Regions from separate parts of the Sus scrofa genome. Here region 2 is linked to region 1. A link is a contact called in public HiChIP or PLAC-seq data. All regions are on one chromosome and are shown on one strand. Each heading gives the region's core, a stretch centred on a gene start, on an enhancer-like site or on the middle of the called end of the contact. The rest is flanking DNA. Distances are from core to core; before and after follow the strand shown. Region 1 holds the start of SNX29 (sorting nexin-29). Region 2 holds the start of CLEC16A (protein CLEC16A).

Region 1 (7,782 bases), core at 4,648-7,147:
TTTTTCTGCTTTGAATGAAAACCATAGCTCTTCTTTTTCCATTCACTCATTTCAGCTGAGTCTATTTTTTAACTGAAGTACAGTTAATTTACAATGATGTATTTCAGGTGTACAGCAACGTGATTCAGAATATATATAAATACTGGATGTGTGTGTATATATATTTATATATACACTGAATATACATATATATATATGTATATATTCTTTTTCAGATTCTCTTCCATTCTAAGTTACTACAAGATACTGAATATAGTTCCCTGGGCTCCACAGTAAGTCCTTATTTATCTGCTTTATATGTTGTACTACAAATCTGCTAACCCCAAATTCCTAATTTATCCCCCCCATCAGCTGATCTTTTATTCCAAATACAAACCACTGCTGGAGATGCCCAGTCAATGCCAAAGAGAAAACCGTGACCTTCAACATTCTAGAAAAAAAAAGAGAAAGTTGCCAAAAGATACCAAAACATCAGGCAAGAAATAGCAGCAAATTACCCACTAAGCCCCCGACTCTGGTGTTTCAGGCCCTTAGAGCTTGTCTGTTTCACTAATTATTTGACCTCTCTGGGTCTGCCTTTCCCCAGCCCTTAAAAGGGGGACTTCAGGGTCTTTCTAACTTAAGGATTTGTGGCAGAATAATTATTCAAGGACCTTCAGGGGTTTCCTGGTGGCCTAGCAGTCAAAGAATGTGGCTGTCACTGCTGTGGCACGGGGGCGGGGGGCTGGGGAAAAAGACCTTCAAATGAAAAGTCCTACAGAAGACAGTGTTTGAGAATCATAATGATTTTCTTTTCTTTTTTTTTTTTTTTAGGGCCGCACCCACAGCATATGGAGGTTCCCAGGCCAGGGGTCAAAATCAGAGCTACACCACAGCCACAGCCACGACAGATCTGAGCTGTGTCTGTGATCTACACCACATTTCATGGCAACACCAGGTCCTTAATCCACTGAGCAAGGCCAGGGATGGAACCTGCCTCCTCATGGATACGAGTCAGATTTGTTTCCGATGAGCCACGACGGAAACTCTGACTTTCTGATTCTACAAGTTCTACTTTCCCAGTAAGAGCAAAAGCATTATCAGAAAATCAGAATTCCTTAGCTAGCAGAGCCCAGTAATCAAGTAGTCCTACACTGGATTCCTTAAAGAAAAACAAGTAAATCGTCACCCTATCACCCTGAGACAACCACCCACATCCAGCAGGTATCCATACCCCTGGCAATTTGTTTACTTCTGCATACATATATGAATCCACAAGCATGGTTTTATGTGCTTGTTTTAATGTGTGTCAAGGTATATATTTTGGGTATAATTCTGCACCCTGCTTCTTTTTAGGGAAGATCAGTGTTGAGATACAGCCCCAGTGATGTGTGTGAATCTATTTTATTCCTTTTCACATCTTGGAGGTTTGCATCATGTGACCACCCCGCATATATCTGTCCCCTCCCCTATTAATGGGCACCTTAGTTGTTTCTGGCATCATCATGCCCAGTTATCTTGTATATGCATTACCTAACCATTCTGCTTCCTGGTTATCTGCGCATCATGTGTTCGGCCTTCTACCCATCTGACCTCTGACTCAAAATGTTTTCAGCTACAAAACACAGCAGACGCCAACTGCCAATTTACAGGCTATGCAAGACACTAAGTAACATGCACACCACACCAAAAGGACGGCATCAGCAAAATCCCACAAAGAAACCTTACTGGATAAACTGTTCCCTTCAACAAAAATTGCAGGGGGGCAGAAAAAGAGAGAGAGATGAAAGGGGAACCTGTAGTTTAAAAAAAGACTGTGTGCTTCAAAGGATACCATCCAGAAAGTAAAAAAAACCACCCACAGACTGGGAGGGAAAAAAAATTGTAAGGGTCTCTGATAAAAGACTAGTATCCAGAAACTATATAGAATTCTTACAGCTCAATAATAAAAACAACCAAACATTTTTTTAATTGGACAAAGAACCTGAAACAGACATCTCTCCAGAGAAAAAACACAAATGGCCATAAGCACGTGAAAAGATGCTCAATGTCATTACACATTAGGGAAATGCAAATCAAAACCACAAAAAGACACCACCTCACACTCACTAGAAGGGCTACTATCAAAAGGTCCATGGGCGAGGACATGAAGAAACTAGAACCTTCATGCAGTGCTGGTGAGAATGGAAGATGGTGCAGCTGCTTTGGAAAACAGTCTGACAGTTCCTCAAATGCACCCGGCAGCTCGCCTCTTAGATAACGACCCAAGGGAAATGAAAACATGTGTCCCCACAAAAGCTAGTCCGTGACTGTTTCCAGCAGCTTACTCATTAACAGCCAAAAAGCAGAAACGAGTCAAATGCCCATCCAATGTTGAATGGATAAACAAAACGTGGAACACCCACACGGTGGAATATTATTCAGTAGCCAAAAGGAGGGAAGTACAGAAACATGGACAACACGACGAATCTTAAAAACATGACACTGCATGAAGAGAGTCAGACACAAAGGGCCGCATATTGCAGGATTAGACTTATGTGATCGGTCCAGACGAGGCAGATCCAGAGAGACAAAGTAGATTAGTGGTTGCCTGGGGCTGAGGGAATGAAGAACAGCTGTTAATGGATCAGGGGTTTCTTTTTGGAGTAATGAAAATATTCTAAAATGTATTATGGTGATGGCGCAATTCTGCAAATATGCAAAACAGTTTAAAAAATAAAAATTAAACTTGAAAAGAGAGGCTACAAAAAAAATTAAAGGACTAACCAGTTTGCATTGTTTCAACCTTAGACACTGAGCTGTAAAAAATACACTATAAAATTATAAAGCAACCATGGAAATCTGAACAATGAGTACCTCCTATTAATGAACTACTAATCTTTTATAGGTACAATAATGGAATTGAGCTGTTTTTTAAAAAGGAGTCCCTACATTTTAAAGATATATATTTTTTAAACTGTACAGATGAAATGATGTAGTGTCTGGGATTTGTTTCAAAATAAACTGGGGAGAAAGGTAGGAGGAAGACGTGGGGGAAGTGGTCATGAGTTGGTAATTAATTGTTCCTTAGACTGTTCTGTACTAAAAAAAAACAGAAGAGGGGAAATATTTCCATGTCACGTTATTTTATGTGCCAGTTATTAATCCTATATGTGGAAAACCCCATTTCAACTGTATTCTCAAGGAACAAGTGAAAATACCTTGGACTTCCCCTTCCATCCTCAGCAACCACTTTTCCCCTCGGTTACCATCTTTCCAAGATCCTCAGTGTTATATCCTTAAAAAGCCATTTGTTGGCTTCCGTCTGTAATTTATTCAACCTTGGACCTAACAGGTTTTCTTAATTTAAAACAATTTTACGGCCACACCCATGGCATATGGAAGTTCCCAGGCCAGGGACTGAATCCAAGCTGCAGCTGTGACCTACATAGCAGCTGTGGCGATGCCAGCACCTTTAACCCGCTGCACCAGGATGGGGATTGAACCCGCATCTCTGCAGAGACCCAAGCCACTGCAGCCAGATTCTCACCGCACAGCACCACAGCAAGAACTCCTGATTAAATTTTAAAATTTCCAGAGTTCCCATTACGGCTCAGTGGTAACAAACCCAACTAGTATCCACAAGGATTCAGGTTTGACCCCTGGCCTCACTTAGTGGGTTAAGAATCCAGCACTGCCATGAGCTGTGGTATGGTTTGCAGATGTCACTCAGAACCCCAGTTGCTGTGGCTGTGGCATAGGCCAGCCACTGCAGCTCCAGTTCGATCCCCAGCCTGGGGATTTCCATATGCAGCTTGTGTGGCCCTAAAAAACCAAAAAAAAAAAAAAAATTAAAACTTCCTTAGCTTTGATCTTTGATATTAGCTTGCTCCTTGAAGGATACATTGTAGGTTTCCCTTGGCTTGTCAATTTCAGGGACTCCTGCCATGAAGGCTGCAGAGAAAAACCTCCACAACTGTGAGCTTGAGGCACAGAGGCCTTGGTCCCGTTGAAAGGAAGAGATTTTCTTTTTGTTGTTCTTCTCTAAAAGGAGGTCTTAGGCCAGCCACAGCCCTTGTCCCAGAGCTGGGCCAGAAAACAACCCCACTTGTTACAGAAACAACAGCAACTCCAAGCTCCTGACTACACGTCTTTGTCACAGGCACAGAACCAATCCCTTTGCCTGAGTAATGTTACTTGGTCATTTCAACACACCTAAGAGAAAGGTACTATTATTTATCCCCATTTTGTTGAGACTTCCAGAATGGTCGAGTAACTTGCTCTAAATCACACAGCTATAAGTGGCAGAGTGCGGATGTGAACCCAAGCTGTCTGCCCCCAGGGTCTGCACCTATCCTAGGCCATATTACCTCCTGGGTTGAAACCAGCTCATCACATCTCTGCTGTGGTATCACTAACGAAAGGAGCAGAAACTCTAATTAGGCCAAAAATCAGCTGACAACAGACGCTGGACCATCTCCCAGGAAAAATCCCCCTCCCCAGCTCCCTCATTAGGACTATCAATTTCACAAATCCAGCTCTTGACCAGCAAAACCAAAGGCACCCAACGCATGGGAAATGATCCACAGAGATAACTTAAAAGTTAAAGAGAGACACATGGCCTTCGCCTTGCCCCTCCTTGACCTCCAGAAATGCCTGGATGCAAGTCCAGGGCAGCAAGGCTGCCTGCAGGGATTCTTTAAAGGCGACTCCACAGTGAGGGGAAAACAGGCAGAAGGAGGGTAGGCGGGTCCTCCTAAGTAAATCCAGATCCCAGTCAGGGCAGCTGGGAGGCTTCCCTGAGTCACTGCCATCTCCACATACAACACTCAGGAATGACTTAGCACCAAAACACCAACAGATCTCACGAGTGGAAAGGGCTGAGAACACACATCCAAGTGTAGGGACTAAACTTCAGAAACCCTGGGGACAGGTGGTCCACACGTACCTCCCAGGCTCCCACCCAAACCACCCCTATGTCCCTGGTGGGAGGGAGAGGGTTGGACTGGGAGGAGCAGAAGAATGGTCCCCAGATGGACTCAGCATTGGCCAAGAGGGAAAGAGCTGCAGGGCGGGACAAGGAAGACCTCAAATGAGCCAGGAAAAGCAATGGAAGGAGCTGGAGTATGAAAAAATAACCAAAATACAAAAGCAAGGACCAGAGAGGGAAAAGGAGAACCTGGAAACAACGAGTGACTGGATCGGCAAAGCACGGCAGGGAGAAGAGGAGAGGGAACACGAGGGACAGGAAGACAAAGAGGCAGGAGAACTCCGAATCCCCTGGGAACCGAGAGCTAGGGGGACAGGGGGTTCAGGGGGCAGCAAGCCAGGACTGAGAGGCCACTCTCTGCCTATGTGGGGGCTGGAACGACTGGGGACAGGGGCCTGGGTAGTGGCAATGACTGGGGAGCAGGGAGACTGGACACTGGAACTGGGGCTCAGTGGGTCTAGGAGTTAAGAGGGACTGAGACAAGGGAGGTCTGAGAACTGGGGTCTGGGAACTGGGCAAGGGGGTCGGAGGACCGGGAGGACTGGAAGGGACTGGGGATTTGGGGGACAGGTGTCCAGGAGCTGGCTGTACGTGGTGGGCAGGAGTCAAGGGACTAGCAGTGCCTGGACCTGCCCGGGACGCCAGAAAAGTGCAGGTGACCAGGGGCCAGGAACTGGGCGTACATGGGGTCCGGAAAGTGGGAGCGATGGGACGGGGTCCGCGAGCGAGCGGGACGCGGGGACTTGGGGGTCGGAGTGTGCAGCTGGAGCGCCGGGAGCCGGGGCGGCCAGGGCGGGTGACAGCGGCCAGGCCGCCACTCACCACTCATGGTTCCGCTCCCCGGACCGGTGCCCGCGGTGCCGCCGCAAGTGCCGCCGCCAGTGCCGCCACTGCCGCCGCAGCGCTCCAGACAGGCCAGGAGACAGCGCGCCCCGCCCCGTTCGCCGCCCCGCCCCGGAAGTGGAGCGCGGCCGCCGCGGCCCCGCCCCGCGACCCGGAACGTAAACACCGGCGCCCGCCCGCGGCGGCAGGGTCTGGGCGGTAAGGGCTGTGGAGGTAGCTGGGCTCTTCCGGGCAGATCGGAGACCTAGGCAGGGACGCCCCGCGATCCGGGGTGCGGCAGGGACCGGACGGGCGCCTCTCCGCCATCCTGGGCTTACTGTCTGTGGGGGAGCCAGACATTGAACACGGCCACGAGAAATGAGGCAACAGAGTTCCACTGAGAGCTAGGAGCGGAAAGGGGAGATTAAAAAGAAGGGATGGGCCAAAGCGTGGAGACGGGGAGATGAACAGTCCTAGAGGACCTCTCTATGGCGACCACTTGAGAGACCTGGATGGTAAGAAGGAGATGGCCTGGGAAGATCCGCAAGAAGCGTGTTCCAGAAGCAACCTCCTGCCTCAGGAAGTTGACTGGACTTAGAGGGTGAGTGAGAAAAGGGGCGTGCGAAGAGATTCAAGAGGTTGAGTGAAGGGCCTTGCAGGCCATGGAGAAGGGGTTGAACTTTTCTGTCCTAACTCTGAGGTGATAGGGGAATGGGAAATCATTGCAAGAATTTAAGCAAAGGAGTGACACAAGCTGAATTAGGTTTTAAGACGATTCCTCTTCCTGAGCTGAAAATGAATAGTAGCGGGTCTGGGTGAAGGAGCAGGTGGTTAGGGGCCGTTGCAGCTGTCCTACAAGAGATACTAGTGCCTGGGGCTGGGGTGGTGGGGCAGTGGAGTGAACGTGGATGGGTGGAAGGATCGAGTTTGAACACATGTTCACAATAGTCTTAATAAACCCAGGTTCCTGCCCCATTTTACAGATAAGGGAAAGAAAATTCAGAAAGGTTAAAGGAGCATTTTTCCAACTTGTTTTGCACACAACCCAGAGTAAAAGAAAATGCATTTTACACCACAAGCCAGTACACAAATGCCCACACTTAAGATGTTTTAACATTTCTATAGGCAATGTAGTCTCTTCAATTTTTCTTTTTAACAGTGCTGACAGAGACAGTGGATCCACTTCTAAGTCTTGATCCACAAAACACTGACTTGAGGCCCCACTGGGAAATGAAGCCAAATTCCAGCCCAGTTCACAGCCTTATGGTCTTCCTACTACATTGTGTCTCAACTGGTAATCTCTGCCTCCTGAGAATTTACCTTTTGGACTCAGCAGAGGTCAATAGATTTTTGGCAAAGGATGCTCTGCAACATTATTTATGATAGAAAAAAAGTGAAAGTACCAAAGCCTGGTTACAGAAGAATAGCTTAGCAAATCATGGCCCACCTCACAAAGAATCTCTTGCAGTAGCTGGAAAGGCTGATTATAAAGATTATGGACTACTATGTAGCACAGAGAACTATATCCAATATCCTGTGATAAACCATAGAAAAATACGAAAAAAATGTAAACATATATACAGCTGAATCACTGCTGTGCAGAAGAAATTAACACATTGTAAATCATCTCTACTACAATAAAATAAATCTTTAAACAAAGATTATGGAAAGGCCAGTGATAATACAGTAAGTAAAAAAGGCCCCATGTGGAATTCCCATCATGGCGCAGTGGTAAATGAATCTGACTAGTAACCATTGAGGTTGCAGGTTCCATCCCTGGCCTCGCTCAGTGGGTTAAGGATCGAGTGTTGCTGTGAGCTGTGGTGTAGGCCGGCAGCTAAAGCTCCAATTTGACCCCTAGCCTGAGTACCTCCATATGCCACAGGTGCGGCCCTAAAAAGCAAAAAAAAAAAAAAAAAAAAAAAAAAAAGGCCCCATGCAAAATGGTCTATACACCACGATTACAGTTGTGTCAAAATACAGCCATGTGTAGGGACTCTGAGAGAATATAA
Region 2 (7,496 bases), core at 4,996-7,495, 1.0 Mb after region 1:
CCTGCTCAGCACCAGGACAGACACTTCCTGGAGGGGCCCATGCTGTGTCTTGAAAAACTTCCTTGGTCAGCATCCAGCCCTGTGGTCCACACAGGGTGGAATTGTACTAGGGGATGAGAAGAGGTGTTACAGGTGGTGTTTCTCCTGATGAATCACTTCTGAAAGATGTCAAACTGGGCCAGCGAGTGAGGCTGGGTCAGAGGTGCCTAGGAGCTGGCAATCACAGGATGATGCAGCAGGGCTTTCGGCCCTAGAAGAAGTCACAGCTCCAGCACAGGCACTGTGACCAAACGGGCAGGAGCAGACCATTGTCAAAAAAAAAAGTCTGGCCAGAATCTGCCCCTTTCATTCATTCTGTGACAAATGCTTGCTGACCCTTTACTATGTGCCACGCCCTGTGCTGACATCTGCCAATCCCCAGGTGAACAAGCCACCCAGGTCTCTGTCCTCATGAAGCTTACGCTGAAACCGGGGAGAAACAGACAAATGTCTATCTAAGTCAGACCAATTCTGACAGTGAAGAACATGCTGGAGGAAGCATGGCCAAAGAGCAGGGGCAAAGCCTGCAGCTGGTCTAACTCTACGGCAACAAGAGGACTGTATGATAACATGCTGAATGGGGCAGAAAGAGCAAGAACAGGAGAAGTCAGAGATGATGGAAAAACCTCTTGTTGGCTGAAGTCTCCAGGGAGATGTTTAGGGAGGAACTGGCATTTGAAGGATACCGCTGGGCATCAGGAGCGAGCACAGACGCAGTCAGGAGAGGGCTATGTAAAAACAAGAGAGAGAAGGACCAGCACCATGAATCGGCATGAGAGACATCCCTGAGTTACAGCAGGCAACTCCCCTCATCTACTAGAAGCAGCGCCTAAGGGGAGAGCCGCCTCCAGTCTGGCCCTCCTCCAGTCCTTCTCCAAACTTCGACCAGACCACAGCACACGGCTCCCCACCATCTCAGCCCAATGTCCAAACTCCTCAACAGGATTTACAGACCCTGTGACTTCTCCTGCCTCGGGGCTCTGCTCTCTGTCCTACTCACTCCCCCTTGCCCTGCATGCACCCCTCACCAAATGACCTCATCTCTTCCCTGCAGGCCTCTCAAACACAGTTTCCTCTCCTGCAGCATCCCCCTTCCTCCCTGCCCTGTGAATCAACCACTCATCCCTCATGACCCCATTTAAATGGGTGTCTGCCTAAGAGTGCTCAGCTCCTCAGCCAGGTTCACAGGCTATCATCTGTGCTCCAAGCTAGAGGAGTGAGAACAGAGCCTGGAGTGCTCAGAGGGCCTGGAAGAAATCTCTCTCTCTCTCTCTCTTTTTTTTTTTTTTTTTTTTTTTTTTTGGCTTTCTAGGACTGCACCTGTGGCATATAGAAGTTCCCAGGCTTTAGGTTTAATTGGAGCTGCAACTGCCGGCCTACACCACAGCCACAACAACACGGGATCCAAGCCTCATCTGCAAACTACACCACAACTCAAAGCAATGCTGGATCCTTAATGTCCTGAGCAAGGCCAGGACTAAACCTGAATCCTCATGGATACTAGTCAGGTTGGTTACCGCTGAGCCACAAAGGGAACTCCAGGAAGAAATTTAGACTTGACATAAAGGGTGCCTCAGATGCACCACAAGTGCTATGATGACCATGACATTCTAAGAAAATGAACCTGGCAATATCGTACCCCAAGCTCTAAAAATAAAATAGCACTATCTTAGGCAAAAGCTGAATATACCAAGAGAAGGGGAACTGCTGGGTATACTTTCCTCTTCTCCCTGACTTTCCTTCATGGAACCACCCCTTTCTCTCGCTCTATGCCCACTAGCTTGGAAGGAGCTCATGCCTCTCCAGCTCCAGGGAAGGGCCAGTCAGAGCACTCTGTCAGTCCCTTGCCACAGCGACTAGCTCAGGGCAGGGCAGGAGACCCCAGGCTGATTCAACGACACTCACTTTTGGACTTCTGCACCAATATTAGGGAAAGAAGCTCTTTTTCCCAGTGGTGGCTAAGCTGATGAGATGTGCGCCTGGAGCCTGCTGAGAATGACACCAACCCAGAAGAAAGCAGAGACAAGAACCAGGAAGAGCAGTCAGTGATGGCTCGTCCGAACACCCAGACCCGTGGCTCTGCTGGGACAGACTTCAGCGGCAAGAGCCAATCTATCCCATGTGGGGCTTTAAGGCAATTCCAGCTGGGTGTATGTCATGGGCAGCCAAGAATCTTGCGACCCACACAAAGGTGATCAGAATTAGGGCAAGAGGCATTCACGTTGTAGCTCAGGGGAAACAAATCTGACTAGCATCCATGAGGATGCGGATTTGACCCCTGGCCTCGCTCAGTGGGTTAAGGATCCGGCACTGCCATGAGGTTACAAACACGGCTAAAATCACGAGTTGCTTGGCTGTGGCATGGGCCGGCAGCCACAGCTCCAATGCGACCCTAGCCTGGCAACCTCCATATGCCGTGGGTGCGACCCTAAAAAGGCAAAAAATTTAAAGAAAAAAAATTTTTTTCAAGAGGAAAAAGGTTCCCAGATGTTTTTGTGCCCCCTCCCAAAACGGTCGATTCTAAATTCATTTAGGGAGTTCCCATGGTCCTCATCAGTTAACGAACCCAACTAGCATCCATGAGGATGAGGGTTTGATCCCCTGCCTCGCTCAGTGGGTTAAGGATCCCAAGTTGCCGTGAGCTATGGTCTAGATCACAGACTCGGCTCGGATCCTGCATTGCTGTGGCTGTGGTGTAGGCCAGCGGCTACAGCTCTGATTGGACCTAGCCTGAGAACCTCCATATGCTGTAGGTGTAGCCCTAAAAAAAAATAAAAAAGATAAATTCGTTTAACTATCTTAATCTCTTCTCTCTAGTCGCACTTAGGGCAAGAATGCATTAGGAATTGTCACTTGTCACTGGGTAATTAATTTGTACAGGTTGCCCAGGACTTTCCCAGTTTTAGCACTGAAAGTCCCGTCCCATGTCCTGGGAAACCCCTCAGTCCCAGGCACCGTGCACATCAGAGGAAGCCCAAGCCCTGTTCCACCTCCAGTCCTGTTTCCCACAACTACCAGCCCCACCTCGACATTCCTCAAACCCCAGGGTCGCCTTCTCACATGCTGCACTCCACACGGTGGCCCCTGCTTGCCCTTGACAACTCTGCTCTGGTGCTGCCTCTCCGAGAGCTTCCGAGAGGGGTTTGCGCAGAACCATGAACCTAGAGGGATCCCAGCACTTGTCACACTGCAGAGTCACTAGCTCTATGGCTGTCGCCCCCGCCAGCCTGTGAGCTCCCTCAGGGAATGGGCTGTTCTGTACTCAAGGCCCAGGACATCTCCCATCAGAGCCACGCGCGGAGTGGGCACTAGTTGTTTATGGTGGGTGCTCCTTCCCATCACTTTGGAATCTGCTAAGCCCCACAGCAAAACACCCATCACCAGGTTCTTCAGCCTGTAATATGGATTAAGCTGATCTGCCTGATCCAGGGCAGGCAGCTCCGGTTTCCAAAAAGCACCTAATAGCCCTGTGACCTAAACAATGAACCTGGGCAGTTTCTGACACTTCAAAGGAACCTGAGAACCTGGACCATTCCCTCCCTGGTTGGTTGGACAGCAAAGATGCCCCATTAGGCAAAATAACTCAGTCACGCTGAATGTCTTCCCAAACTCACTTTTTGAAAGTTTTATTTAAAAAAACCCAAAAAAAAACAAAAAACAAAAACCAGTGTAATGATGCAAACACTGAAGTTAAATCCTGGCTCTGACATTTTAGCTCTTACCACCTTGGGCAAGTGATTTAACCTCTTTGGATTTTAGTTTCTACTCTATCAAATGGTAACAATAATCCTTCCTATACCTCATGGGACTTGTGAGGACTGAAGGAAATAAGACACAGGAAGCCCTTAACAAGCACCTGGCACCGAAAATGCATTCAATAATTACTAAAGGGCTAGAGTCAGGCAGAGTTAGTGAGAGACTGCAGGTACCTGGATGCTGGCAAGAGGCCTGGCCTCCTTAGATAACCATCCTCCCCTCTCCGCCTCATCCACCCACTCTCTAAATTCCTGAGTCCTCAAGCCTCTCCCTTTGCCGTCCAGCTGCCCTCCCATTTAAGACTCCTGCTTCTCTACACACACCCTCCTGAACCTAGGCCTCTCTCCTCTCCCTGTCCCCTCTCATTGCCACCTCCCCAAACCATTCCTCACTACATAACAATCCCTCCTGCCCCCCACTCTTTGAGACCCACAAACATTAAATGCCTGCTGCATGCTAGAAAGGATACAGCTTGGAATTATAGCACCCCTGCTCCCTGCCAAATGAGAAGCCCCTACCTAACTTGCCTCCCACCAATTCTTTCCGGAGGCCCCTGTCTTCCTCCTACTGCTCCCTGTCTCCCACCTCCTCCACCCGTTTTCTATTAATAATCTTGGGTGCTCCTTCTGGAAACCAACCAATTGATTACCACAAAAGGTTGACTATCCCCCCCACCCCCACTATATCTTCCTCCCCAAAGCCGTTCCCTCCTCAAAGGTCTCAACTTCCGGCAACACACACACACACACACACACACCCTGAGCTCTGGGCTCTGCCTGCATACTCTACACCTCTCCCCGATTCATTCATTTTCTTCATTCTTTTCTCTTTCTTTTTTCCTTTTTTTCTTTTTCAGCCACACCTGCAGCATGTAGAATCTCCAGGGCCAGGGACTGAATCCGAGCTGCAGTTGTGACCTCCACCACAGCGGCGGAAACACCGGGTCCTTAGTTCACTGTGCCACAGCAGAACTCCCATGTTTTTCATTCTTTAAGTATCCACTGAGCTCCTACTGTGTGCCAGGCACAGAGCTAGATGCTGGGAATACAGGCGTAAGCAAAACAAGTTCTCTGGCCTCCTGGAGGTACCAGGTTAGGAGAAAACAGAAAAGTAGTAAAAAAAAAAAAAAAACAAATAACAACAACAACAACAACAGGGTAACTGCAGATAGTGGAGATGAATCAAACGAATGAAATCAAGAGAAAGCTCTAACAGAAAGGAATTGGGGTAAGGGAAGCAGTTTAGGTAGGGTGGTCTGAGAAGCCCTTGCCCAGCTAATAAACACAGCTACCATTATTGGCCACCTACTGAATAACAGACAGCGGATCGATCTATTTCCACGAACAGCATTACTGAATCCTTGCGCAATGTTCGTCACCCCCATTTGCACATGAGGAATCAGAGGCTCAGAGAGGTGAAGCAATTTGTCCAAGGTCACACAGCCATTAAATGGTGGAATCAGGATTTGAATGCAGATCTGACTGCAAAGCCACTCTGTACTTCTTTCTGCTTCCCAGGACCACCTCTGCCACCTGTCCTCACCCAAAGCTCTACTCTGACAGTCCCTCTTTAGACTCTCCTAAGAAACTAATTTAAAAAAAAAAATACTGTCCTTTATCAAGCACTTGGACAAGCTTCCAATTTTTTGTACATTCTCTTATTCTACCCACAAAAGAATGGTAGGAAGCAGGGGCTGTCACTATATCCATTTTACCACTGAGGAAACAGAAGCCTAAATTCACACACTTAAATTCGAACCCACATGTCTCTGACTCCAGGATCCAAACCTCCGACCCCCAAGCTGTCCAGCCTAAGAAGTACCACCCCGGGGAAGCTTGGTGCCCATTGTCCGACCCGGGCAAGAACGAAATCTGCATCCGTAAACTGAAATCTCATCCCCTTACTCTACTGATGCAAAAACCGAGACTCTGAGAAACCAAGCGACTTGCCCAAGGTCACACAGAGAGGAGCTACGGGGTCAGGGTTCAAACACAGGCGCCCTGAGCGCAGAGCCCTTAGCTCTTAACTACCACACAGCTTTTCTCGGGCGCCTCTCTCAGCCCTCCGCCTCCGCTCTCACACTTCCCAGCGCCCCCGGCCCAGGGCTATGCGCCCCCAACCCCACGTCCAGCCCCGCGGCCTCCCCCCTCTGCCCCAATACACTCACTTGAGGTGGTCCAAGGAGTGGATATTGCGGGAAGACTTGCCATGGCCCCCGCCCACCCAGCTCCGCGAGCGGCCAAACATGTCGGCGGCCCTGGCCCGTTGCTTGCTTCACGGTCTCATGCCCGAGCGGCTGAGCGGCTGGACGCCTGCTGCGGCGGCAGAAACGGAGGAGGTAACGAAGGGGGTGGCGGGGACACCACCAACCACCTTCCTATCCGGCCCACAGCCCCGCACTGACATTCAGCCGGAACCGGCCGTTCGACCGCCGCGCTTTACGGCCGCCGCCACGAGGAGAGCTGGGAAATGCAGTTCACCCTCGACGCCCCTGCTGCCAGGACTCTACGTACGAACTACAAGGCCCAGCGTGCATCACGCAACTGCGGGCCAGCGGCCTCGGAAAAGAGGCGGAGCGAGACGGGGGTAGTCCGCAGTATTGCTTGGATGGGCGGGAACGGGAAAGCTATGGGCGAAGCCCTAAGAAATGAGTCCGTGAAGATGCGTGAATAAAAGTTACCACAATATTAATAATTATTAGCTTTATGATAAGAATAAGAATACCTGTTGCTTGGCGTACTATGTGCCACTGCCCTAAGCGGCTTACATATATTGTCATTTAATTCTCTTAAAAACCCTCTGAGGTGAGTACTATTATCTCTGTTTTTAGCAGAAGGAAACTGAATCACAGAAGGGTTGACTTGTCCAAGGTCATAACAGTTATTAAGGGGCAGAACCAGGGTTCAAACCCAGGCACCCTGGTTTTTATCCCCCATGAACAAAACTGCACCAAATTGGTAACAGTCTGAATTATCCTCACAACTTTTCTTTTTCTACTAAAATTAAAAAATAAATATTGAAAGGCCTTCAAGCAACAATGTACCAAAATTGAACGTCCTGTACTTTCAGAGTTCTCTGGTCTTCACCCAAAATCCATACCATTTCCAAAACAACCACGTTTTTAAAAATAAGGAAATACCCAGCTTCCTACACCAGCCAAGATGTATCTACATTTCTCTTCTGGATTAGGAGGGAGAAATTTTGTGGAGGCAATTTTTTTCCTATGTATTCATTTCTACACCTCATAGTTATCAAAGGTCTACTGTGTCGCTTAGGACAGAATTGGACTAAGAAGCCAATGTTCTCCCCAATGCCTAGCACAAAGTTTGGCACATAATAGGTGTTCAACAAGTGTTGGCAGAGTGAATAAATGAATGACAGTTTGTTTCATTTTCACCAGTTGGAGGATTAATGGTTTGCTCTGCAGTTCACCTAAAGGAGCAAGAGACAGTCATGGAGAAAATAGGGCAGGTTCTGTCCTCCAAACACCCACAGGCCCAGAAGCTTCCAGAGTCCTTCTGTTTCTCAGTTTTCTCGTCTGTAGAAAGGGATGACATACTACACTTCCCCATCTGGCTGCAATTAAGCAATGCATGTAAAGCACCCAGCTCAGTGTGGCCTGCTTAACTGCTTTGGAGGGTGCTTTGGGCAAGATCAGTTGCTTGGTGGATGTACAGGTGTTGCCCCTGAGGAGGGGAATC

What was found. HiChIP or PLAC-seq counts read pairs in DNA pulled down with a chosen protein or histone mark.
Region 2: a contact with region 1 is called in an H3K27ac HiChIP or PLAC-seq map of alveolar macrophages. The contact joins the promoter of CLEC16A here to the promoter of SNX29 in region 1. A contact is called at or near these places in 1 of 5 promoter capture datasets (fetal liver) and 1 of 2 datasets of contacts at active chromatin or transcription factors (alveolar macrophages).

The regions. Positions count from the first base shown.
Region 1 is chr3:31,127,464-31,135,245 of Sscrofa11.1, forward strand. SNX29 (sorting nexin-29) reads right to left here and starts at 5,898. Exons shown (of 20, transcript XM_021088060.1): 1 at 5,771-5,898. LOC100739121 (a long non-coding RNA gene) reads left to right here and starts at 5,940. Exons shown (of 2, transcript XR_298185.3): 1 at 5,940-6,371.
Region 2 is chr3:32,152,098-32,159,593 of Sscrofa11.1, forward strand. It overlaps CLEC16A (protein CLEC16A), which reads right to left and starts at 6,246. Exons shown (of 25, transcript XM_021086617.1): 1 at 5,963-6,246. The coding sequence starts at 6,042.